3 separate regions of the Mus musculus genome follow, and regions 2 and 3 are each linked to region 1. The links are chromatin contacts, called in public Hi-C maps. All regions are on one chromosome and are shown on one strand. The core of a region is the stretch at or near the end of the contact, and the rest is flanking DNA. Distances in the headings are between cores, read along the strand shown.

The links. Hi-C and Micro-C count contacts between places; a contact is called where the count stands out from the background.
Region 2: a Hi-C map of nephron progenitors shows a contact between it and region 1, with 2.0 times the contacts expected there. The contact joins two enhancer-like sites. A contact is called at or near these places in 1 of 15 datasets of contacts at CTCF or cohesin (the NIH/3T3 cell line), 12 of 484 Hi-C or Micro-C datasets (the AML12 cell line, bone marrow-derived macrophages, cerebral cortex and 4 more), 1 of 115 datasets of contacts at active chromatin or transcription factors (astrocytes) and 1 of 9 other capture datasets (embryonic stem cells).
Region 3: a contact with region 1 is called in a Hi-C map of extraembryonic endoderm stem cells, with 1.9 times the contacts expected there. The contact joins two enhancer-like sites. A contact is called at or near these places in 3 of 484 Hi-C or Micro-C datasets (adipose-derived mesenchymal stem cells, cerebral cortex and extraembryonic endoderm stem cells) and 1 of 115 datasets of contacts at active chromatin or transcription factors (T-cell acute lymphoblastic leukemia).

Annotation. Positions count from the first base shown.
Region 1 is chr13:110,965,882-110,969,050 of GRCm38.p6, reverse strand. No RefSeq gene overlaps it. Among named protein-coding and RNA genes, the nearest start is that of 4930526H09Rik, 64 kb to the right of the region's middle. Within about 2 kb of position 1,655, at least 131 of the 459 cell types and tissues checked have an H3K27ac peak or open chromatin away from gene starts, as enhancers often do. A contact at or near this core is called in extraembryonic endoderm stem cells, nephron progenitors and neural progenitor cells, where this site is marked.
Region 2 is chr13:111,209,481-111,212,649 of GRCm38.p6, reverse strand. 3110015C05Rik (RIKEN cDNA 3110015C05 gene) reads left to right here. Exons shown (of 3, transcript NR_045908.1): 3 at 826-1,181. Among named protein-coding and RNA genes, the nearest start is that of 3110015C05Rik, 18 kb to the left of the region's middle. Within about 2 kb of position 1,544, at least 35 of the 459 cell types and tissues checked have an H3K27ac peak or open chromatin away from gene starts, as enhancers often do. A contact at or near this core is called in nephron progenitors and neural progenitor cells, where this site is marked.
Region 3 is chr13:111,124,567-111,127,735 of GRCm38.p6, reverse strand. No RefSeq gene overlaps it. Among named protein-coding and RNA genes, the nearest start is that of 3110015C05Rik, 100 kb to the left of the region's middle. Within about 2 kb of position 1,630, at least 1 of the 459 cell types and tissues checked has an H3K27ac peak or open chromatin away from gene starts, as enhancers often do. A contact at or near this core is called in extraembryonic endoderm stem cells, where this site is marked.

The DNA.
Region 1 (3,169 bases), core at 406-2,905:
TGGAGGCCCTTTTCATTCAAACCACCACACAGGGGGCAGTGCTAGATTCACTTCTGTCCCTGGTGATAAATAGCCTGGTGTCTATGTAACTAAAAATAAAATAACGCAAACCTCTGGCTTGGTCTTTGAATAGAAAACTGATGCCACAGGCTTAAAAACATTATCAGCAGTTTGGGTTCCATTGCACCATATGCCTCAATCCAACTCTGTGGCCTGGAGAACGTCACTTGGAGAACGTCACTTGGCCCTCTTGGCTCTGCTAGGAAGTTCTCCTAGTGGAGGAGAAGGCGACAGCATGTGTCTGGCTGCTTCAATCCTGCCCGGGAAGTGCAAAGCCCCATCGGCTTAAAGGGATTGAAGAATGACTTCTTTGGATGATCTTCCTGGCGCTCTTGGACTCCTGTGTTGAGAACTGAGGGGTGAGGATTAGGGAGAAGCTCCAAAGACATTGGCTTAAGCTCATTGCCACTGTTTTGGCCAATTTAAGCACGTGTAGGAAAAACAGAGAAATAAATCCATATGGTATTACATTTTCACCAACAACGAACTACTCCTGTTTATAAGAAAAATGACCTTTAGGTAAATTTGATGCCTGGGAATCACCTGAAGAAAGATTATTTTTTTGAAAGCTGTTGTGCCTGTGTGAGCCAAGAGTACTTCACGGCTATGAATTTGACAATTCAGTCTCCACAAAGCAACTGTTTGATCCTAGCAGTGATTGGAACTCTGTCCTCTAGAGGGCAGGAATGTACCAGATTTAAAGAACATGGAGGCTTGCACTGTGCTAGGGAGGAGCCAAATGCCCTGCTTACACTGTGTGAAAGAGGAAGGGAGGGAAAGAGATTACCCTAAACTAGTCTCTTAGACTAGGAACAGTAGGAAATCTTGTCTTGAATATTGAATAAGGTATTTTTAAATTGATGTGTTTTATTTTTTTTTTTCTTGGTTTATCTTGGCTTTCCTCTGCACCAACCCAGCTGGTCCTTGTTTTCATTTTTGTAGTTTTGTTTCGTTTTTCTTCAGATTTTGTACTTTGTATTCTAGGTTGGACATGAACTCACTATGTTGTTCAGGATAACCTCAAATTCCTGATGGCCCCGCCCCCACCTCCCACATGTTGGAATTATATGCATGTACCCACCACGCCCAGCTAAGAAATTCTTACAATGATTAAGCACCTTTTAGCTGAGACATTAACAGTAGAAGTAAGTTTCCTTGGCACAGCCCTTTCAGAGCGTGGGGAGACCAAGCCTGGAGCAGGGAATGGTGTCTTTTAACTCATTCTACAGATCCTGAGTAGCCTAACACAGGAGGATGCTCTGCAGATTAATCAGAAACTGAACATAAAAAGATCACTTGGGATGTTAAAACATAAGAACTGTCAGTCAAGATCTCTGGGATTGGCAGTCTGAGAGTCTTAGAAGGCCTTTTCTCCCATGCCATGGCTTTTCAGTTAACCCAGTGCTAGATGCTCTTTGTCTCCCTTGGAGAGAAATTGCCTTGAGAATATGCTTCATGTTGGCAGAGGGATTGCACAGGGAGGTTTAAACAGCAGGCTGCCGAGAGTCCAGGACATGTTGAGGCATAACCTGCTGCCGGTGGACCATGCTGCTCCAGGCGTGACCTGGGAGTTACCGGCAGAGTTTCACACCATTGTTCCTGCTGCTCTGCTTGCTCTCCAAGGAGAGGAAGGCTTACACCACAGCTTTCCCAGGGTCCAGACACTTGCCAGCAGCTGACCCATCAGGAAATGGCCTCTCCCCTCTTCCTTCCCACATTCCTTCCTTCCTGAGCTTCCCCAGTCCAAGGTGTGGCCGCGCGCCCAGAAGATCTGCTCTGCTTGATTGACAAGCAAACAAAACCTTCCTCTTAGATAAGCAAGATCACAGGTCTGTAGGAAATCTATTTGTTTCTGGATGGAGCTTGTCTGCTCTCGCTGTCTCAATAGCTACAGTGCTGACTTCATAGTTTCTTATCATATCTTTAGGATGTGTGGAACAGTAAATCCTAAAACAATGAGCTCTGCTTTGTAACATTTTTTTTAACAGGCTAATTCACAGTGAAATACTACACTTTGTTCTACAGAGTTTATGGTGGTCTCCCTTGGAGTCCTTAGCCATTTGTACTGTGCAATAAGAAAGACTAGAAGAGAGATTTCCTTTTTGAACTTTCTTTTTAATTTAGTTCTTTAGAAATTTGTTATTCCTGACAAGAGCTGGGAATTCAGGAAAGGGTGCCCCTTGCCACTTTTGGGGAGAATCTTTTTAACACAGATGCAACCCAAGAGAGAATGACAGAAAACTGTGCAATATTTTGGCTCAACAAGGTTGTCCCTTGACTTTTACATTTGTGTAAATGGAGAGCCTTCTTGGGATTTTTTTTCTTTGTTGCCTCTTGTATGGCTCTAGGTAAACCTGTGTGTGTAGGTATGCATGTGTGTGCATGTGTGTGTGTATGCATAAAAGGACCAAAGGTAAACTACTTCCAGATTCATTTTAAAGCTGATGCCTACCCTAAGATCATTTAAGGAAGAGCAAACATGTTTCTTCTTTTTAAAAGAATTTTTAAAACATTTTTTTAATTGTTCGCAACGGTTATCACTAATATCAGGTCTAGGAAAAGAGTATCTGCAGCAGACATATTGTTTCATGTTTTATTTCCCAGATGGACAAAAGGGAGATATATACATAGAAGGGGTTGATAGCAATCTCCAGAACGGCCTGTTCGTAGCCTGCAAGATAGGTATTGTTATCCACGTTGATCAAATGAGAAAACTGGTGCTTGGGCAGGTGAGTGAATTGCTATATTTACTCAGCATGTAAAGTAGGATTAGTAATCGAATCCATGATCTCAGATTTCATGTTTTGCTTCTTTAAGAGTACGTTTATTTTTACTATGATGTTTTAAAATGAGCATCTGTAACATGTGACCAGGAACTCAACTTTTCCCTCCTCTCAGTGTCCAAACTAGAGCTGTCTATTCAGCATGAAGATGTTTTCTGTGGTTGTGGTGGTTTGGCTAGGTATAGTCCCAGAGATTCATGTGTTTGAATCCTTGGCCATAGGGAGTGGCACTATTAGAAGGTTTGGCTTTATTAGAGGAGTGTGGCCTTGCTATAGGAAATGTGTCACTGTTGAGGCAGACATGAGGTCTTAAATGTTCAAGCTAC
Region 2 (3,169 bases), core at 295-2,794, 240 kb before region 1:
TGAGAACTAGGTAACCTGGATGGTGATGATCCTTGACTTCTCAGGGAGAGAACTCACTCAAGTTCTATTAGAGAACTTGGAGGACATCAGAACTTGGGTGGCTCCTGGTTCTGAGGCTCATTACCGCACACATACTCATATCTCACAGCATCGATGTTAGATCCAGTGTCAGGAATCCTGTGGTTGTTTCTTACTGGTTGACCAAATGTTAGTCAACATTCTCAGTTCACAAAACCTTCTCGGTGCTGGGTCTTTGAAATCCATCCATTCTTGACAAGCTTCCTTCTATGCTGTGAATAGACACACGGCCTTGGCCATCCATTGATTAGTTCAGTTTCCTAGGCACAATTCTTATGGCAGGAGTAAGCTTGTCTGGGGAGTGGAGCAGTCAATATATTTTTTCGTTTAGGACTGTGGTAAATGAAAAGAGATCTCTCTTAGCTGCTCTCAATTCTGGATCCATCTTGTGCTAGCGGGGAGTCATAGCCAAGGGGCAAGGTGGGTGTAATTGATGGGGAATTTCTAGGAGGAAATACTGGGACTTGGGGGGGGGTGTCTCTGGCTAAATCAGCTTATGCTTTTTGTCAAAGGCATGCCAGGGTAATAAGATACTAATGGTGGAAGACCAAGGGGTGATGGGAAATGGACTTTGTAGATTCTTCCTGACTAAGCAGGGTTCTTATAAAAATTAGACTTCTCAGAACATGCTGAAAGATGGCACCTGGTCATTACGGAGTCTTAGAGGGAGAGTACTTTGTCAAGTTTTGGAACATTTCTTTGTCTTAAGTCAGTTTTAATGACTTTTCCCTTTCTCATCCTCGTCAGTGCGTTTCTATGCAGTCTGACCTCGAAGGCAATCCACGGGGGAAGCTCTGATTGACTCAGCGCTCATGAAATAAGATGATGAAAACCAACCTTCCTCCTTCTCTCCTGTCTCTGGGCGACCTTTCATGGTGGATGCTGGGAACGTAAAGTTAAGAAGAAATCCATGGAAAGCAAGACTCCTAAGTCTAGACAGCCACCAAGGCTCAAGGCGTCAGGCAGACACAGGAGCAAGAATAGCAGCGGAGGCTAAGCTGTATTTTCCCTTGTTTGGAAAGGGCAAGGAAGGCTTGGGAGTATCTTTGGACAAAGAGATCAGTTCTTTTCTTATTTGAGAGAAGTAAAAGATATGGTATTTCTCCTTCTGTTGTTTCCAGAGATTTCTTCAAGGGTGGCACAAGAAGCTGCACATAAGGAGAGCAGCAACAATTTGTCTAGACAAAGGGGTGGTTTTTCCTTCCTCCACACAGTGCAGCCCAGGGAGCTGTCTCTGGCTAAGTCTCCAGCAGGCTTGTCACTCCAGCTTCCTGAGAACTAGACAGCTCCTCCTCTGGGCCCTGCCTTTGTACTAGGAAATAAAAAAAGTTCCAGGTCTGCACTCCAAACCCACCCTGCTTGGGGAATCCCACAGGTTCCTTTCTGTTCTCTCCCTGCAACTCTCCAGAGGCCATACATCATCGTGGTAACCCACCTTCAAAATGGGCTTTTGTCATTTTCCGTGCTGGGATGGGAGCCAGCCATTGCCGCAAAACCTCTGAGCTTGAAGGAGCTGAACCAGCTGGGGAAGTTCCTGGAGCGTTTGAAAGTGATATATCCTATTTCACAGAAACCGAAGACAATGGTTTGATGTTTTAAAATGTAAGCTCTACCATTTCTGGTTTTAATTTAATGGAAAGGGGATTTCCCTGTGAGGGATTTTGTTGGGAAGGGAGGGAGGAAGACAGGGCCCCCTCCTCGAAAGCCCATTACTGCTCTGTTTCCAGTTCCTCCAGCATTCACAGAGCTCCGGCTTGCCTGTGTTTTTGTTCAAGGTCTCAGCATCTGTGGTAAGGGAGGAAGGCAGCCTGGTTGAAGAAGAAAGGCACACTGCAGACTTGAATAAGGCTCGCAGCCACAGCAGCAAGAAAGAGACATCCAGGTCTCACCTAGATCTCATCTGTACATTTAATTCATTCATTCATCTTTGGTGCTTTTGAGACAGGGTCTTGCTTTGTGGTCCAAGCTAGCCTTAAACTCATGAGCCTCCTACCTGAGCTCCTATGTTCTGGAACAGCAGGCCTAGTCTACTATGTTCATCTCACTCACATGTTCACTTGGGTAAATCCAGGCACAGAACATTTTCATTTGTTCTATGTCCCATGAAGTTCAACTCACCATCGCTGGGTATATTGAACAAACCTGTACTCTCAGCATTCAGGAGCCTGATGCAAGAGAACTTGTAGTTTTATAACAGGCTGGACTACACAGGGGAAAAAGAAAAGAGCCACTAACTAGATCCTCCCCCCCCCCCCCATGTCTTCTCAGGAAGCACTGGTGTTGTTTCCACTTCCTACTTTCCTTAACTCATAAAAAGTCTCATAAGTTGGACAAATCGGTATGACTTCACTTCCATTATGCATTAGTATTGAACTGCAACAGAAGCTTGGGCTCATTTAGAGCCCACTGTAGGCCATTTATTATGCCCTCTCTACTCTTTCCCTAACAAGCTCAGTAGTTTGTCTATAACATGTCAGCGGGCTGTGTCCAGCACAATTCACAGAAAACCATATATGCAGAGCTTGTGGAGAGGTGTTCTTCCATAAGAGGTCTACACGTGTATATCAAGACAAAAAAGCAAATGTCAATTAGAAACTTTGAAAACAAAACCAAGGCAAGTGTGGTATTGCAGTCTCAGCTATTCATATAAGTTGTTTGTAAGTTCAAGACCAGCCTTGGGCAAATGTAGATGAGTAGTGAGTGGTGGACCTAGGGTAGCAAAGTCTTACAGCTTTGGATTTGCTTTGGGTCCCCTTTCTGCCTTTTTTCTTTTTCTATTCTCTTTACTTCTTTCTTTCTTTCTTTCTTTCTTTCTTTCTTTCTTTCTTTCTTTCTTTCTTTTCTTCCTTTCTTTCTTCCTTCCTTCCTTCCTTCCTTCCTTCCTTCCTTCCTTCCTTCCTTCCTTCCTTCCTTCCTTCCTCCCTCCCTCCCTCCTTCCCTCTTTCCCTCTCCTTCCTTTCTTTCTTTCTTTCTTTCTTTCTTTCTTTCTTTCTTTCTTTCTTTCTTTCTTTCTTTTCTTCCTTCCTTCTCCCTTCCTTCCTTTTCCTTTCCTCCCTCCCTTCCTCCCTCCTTCCCTTTTTCCCTCTTTTCT
Region 3 (3,169 bases), core at 381-2,880, 160 kb before region 1:
TGATCCTTGATAAAAGAAAATGTCAGTGCAGTGAAGCCCAGATATTTCAATAAGTAGCATTAAAAGAACTTGACATGCACATACGAAAAGAAAAGAAAATCAAATTTAGGCTACGACTTTGTATCTTTCATCAAAACTTGACTCAAAAAGTATTATGGACGTAAACATAAAACAATTCAGTGCAGTTCACAGAAAATATGGAAGAAGATTGTATGACTCTGGACATGGTGATGGCTTGGTAGATACAGGAGCAAAGTAGAATCTAAGAAATCATTTACAAGATGGACTTTATTAAATTAAAAATGTTTACTATATTATAGGAAAGATATGCTAGGAGAGGAAAAGCTATTCCTGGGGAAATTTTTTCCTGAAAAGATAGATCTTATACAGGATGGTTATCTAAGTACATAACGATCCCTTGAGTCTAAGGGGTTGTGGAACCAGTAAAAGCCAGGTAGACATGACATCCCTGGAGCAACATGGTTAGCTAAAGTAGCTGACTAGTGAATATCAGGGCTCAGCAAGACACTCTTACTCAATAAGAGAGGAAGACAAAGATATTAATCTCTGGTGAACACATGCAGCCATTCACATGTGAATACACACACACACACACACACACACACACACACACACACACACACACACACATACACCCTACACACCTTCATCTATACTTTATAGCTTGGCAATTCTAGTTGAAAGCATAACTGATTGTTTTGCTCTCCCACTAAAGTTTTTTCTTTCCCATTGAGAGACTAGGAGTTAGACAGACCAGTAGACAGATAGAAAGAGGGGTCATAGGTAGGTACTAAAGGTCGTGAATTTTCAAAGTGGCTAGCTTTCCCCTCAATCATATGGCTTGGGGCAAAAGCAGGCCCCTTCCTGATGGACTGGCTCAACAATTTTGAGGTCCAATCAGGACATGCCACCCAACACTTGCTGACCAATCAACCATTCTATTTGTCTTCAAACTGACCAACCCTAAATAAAGTAGGGTTGGAAATCTCTTCAGGGGCTTTAAACTTCCCAAGCCTAGAGAACAGACTGGAATTCTTTCACCTTTCTGAATCACCCTAGTACTTTGTGATGGATTCTTTCTCCTTGTGTCTGTGGCATGTGTGTGTTCCCCAATATTTGCCTTTCTTAACTGCCAAGTCTGTCTGGGCTTGGGAGCTTTCTCTGCTGTTAGTGTTGCACTTCAGAGTTTTTCCTGCCTTTTAATTTTTTAACTGACAGAGAAAATGACAGGGAGCCCAACCAAGCCCCTAGACTGACTCAATTCCAGATTGTATCACTATCATACCAGAGAGGAATGGGATTAGGATCCAGAGAGGAAGGCTTTGAGGGAGGCAGGAGAAGAAGAATGTGACAGGTGTCCTCCTACAGACTGGACTCAGTCAGTCTTTTCACCCGCAGGAGAATCAGAGTCCTGGTATAGGTGGGCAGGGAGTCTGAGAAAAGGTGACAAGCAGGGACACAAGGGAGTTTTGTTTCTGAATGTAATTTCTCAAAGTGAGCACCAGACTTATAATACAGAAGCAAAACAAGAAAGCTAGGTGAATACAACAGTCAAGGTACATCGAGATGCATAATGGCTCTTTATACAGAACAAAGAAAATGCATACATAAAAAGATAGCAGGGAGCCATGCAGTGTTTACAGCTGAGATAGGAACAGCCCTATCTAAGATCAGCTAAACACAGGAACCTGGTGAATGCTCTGATGTAAAGCTAGTCTATTGTTAAACCCACCACCAGGGGTCCCTTAGTAAATTCCTAATTATGCCATTCCTCTGGGCCTAGTGAAAAACATGCACCAGGGGAATTCTGCTCTACTAACCCTTTCATGAATAATATACTTCAGTTCCTCCTAAAACCATAATCCACCTTCTTCCTAGGCCATTGTAAATTCCTGTGTATGGGAGTGACTCAGCTATTGTTCTACATATTTACTATGTAGACTAGCCCTGAGATTTCTAGCTCTATTCAAGTAAATTATAATGCCTGATTTCTTTCACTGTCTCTCTTACAATACTAGAGATAATTTTGAATGGTACTGAATAAGTAACATTCTTTCTGAATTCCAAGCCCAGGGTCGGCTGAAGGACTGCCTAGGACATTGGAACACTGGTAGAGGCTAATCTAACTTACGTATATGTCAAAAATCAATCCTTAAAGGCACTTATAATAAAACAATACTGAAAGAAAGCACACAGATCCATACACCCGACTAAAACAGGGACAGGTTTGGAACATTCGTGCTATGGGAATGCCAAAGTTCCAGGAGGCTAAGTTTCCATGAAACTCTTTGCCTTGTCACTGCATCCAAGCTTTTATGCCTGTCACTCAGACTTCACTGGAGTGGTTGTGGCAGTGTCTTTTGAGTTTGGTTCTCTGTAAAGCTGATTTTAGAAACTCAGGTTCCCTTCAATGTATCTTAGAAATTGGGAGAGAGAGAGAGAGAGAGATCCAGCAAATGTCACTGGTGGTAGAGAAGGTAGCTGGTATGTTTTTTAGATATGCCCTTTCTGCATGCAGTTTGATAATGGCATCACCTATTGGAAGTATAGAAGATGAAAGATTAGGTACATAGCTCAACATGAAAGGGTTATGTGTGTGTGTGTGTGTGTGTGTGTGTGTGTGTGTGTGTGAGAGAGAGAGAGAGAGAGAGAGAGAGAGAGAGACCCTGAAGGCTATATATAATATGTACATACTAAGATACTAATACAAGTTCCTACTACCATGTGTGAGAAAACTGCTTCATTTCTTCATTGTTATACTTCATTTATGCCTCAGTTGATATAAAAGAAGGAATTTTATCATTTTATCATATCAATTAATATTGGTAACTGTTGTAGTCTATTGACTACCACTGTATTATCATATGCTATGTTTCATAAGTTTGCTACCTCACAAAGAATAGACAAGTTGGTCCTTTCTTATTTTATGAATTAGGAACCGGAAGACCAGCACGTCAAGCAAGTTGCCAAACTTCTTTATGTAATATAATAACTCATGGGTTAAGATGGTTTTAGCCCGTCTGCCTGAAACTAACATTTGTGTTTCTGATCCTTGCTTTCTAGTTTGGGCATGAATCAGGGCCATTTTCTGGTTGGGAGAGGTAGCTAAATGTTAAGATAGGATATCAGTGGAACTTTGGAAGAATTA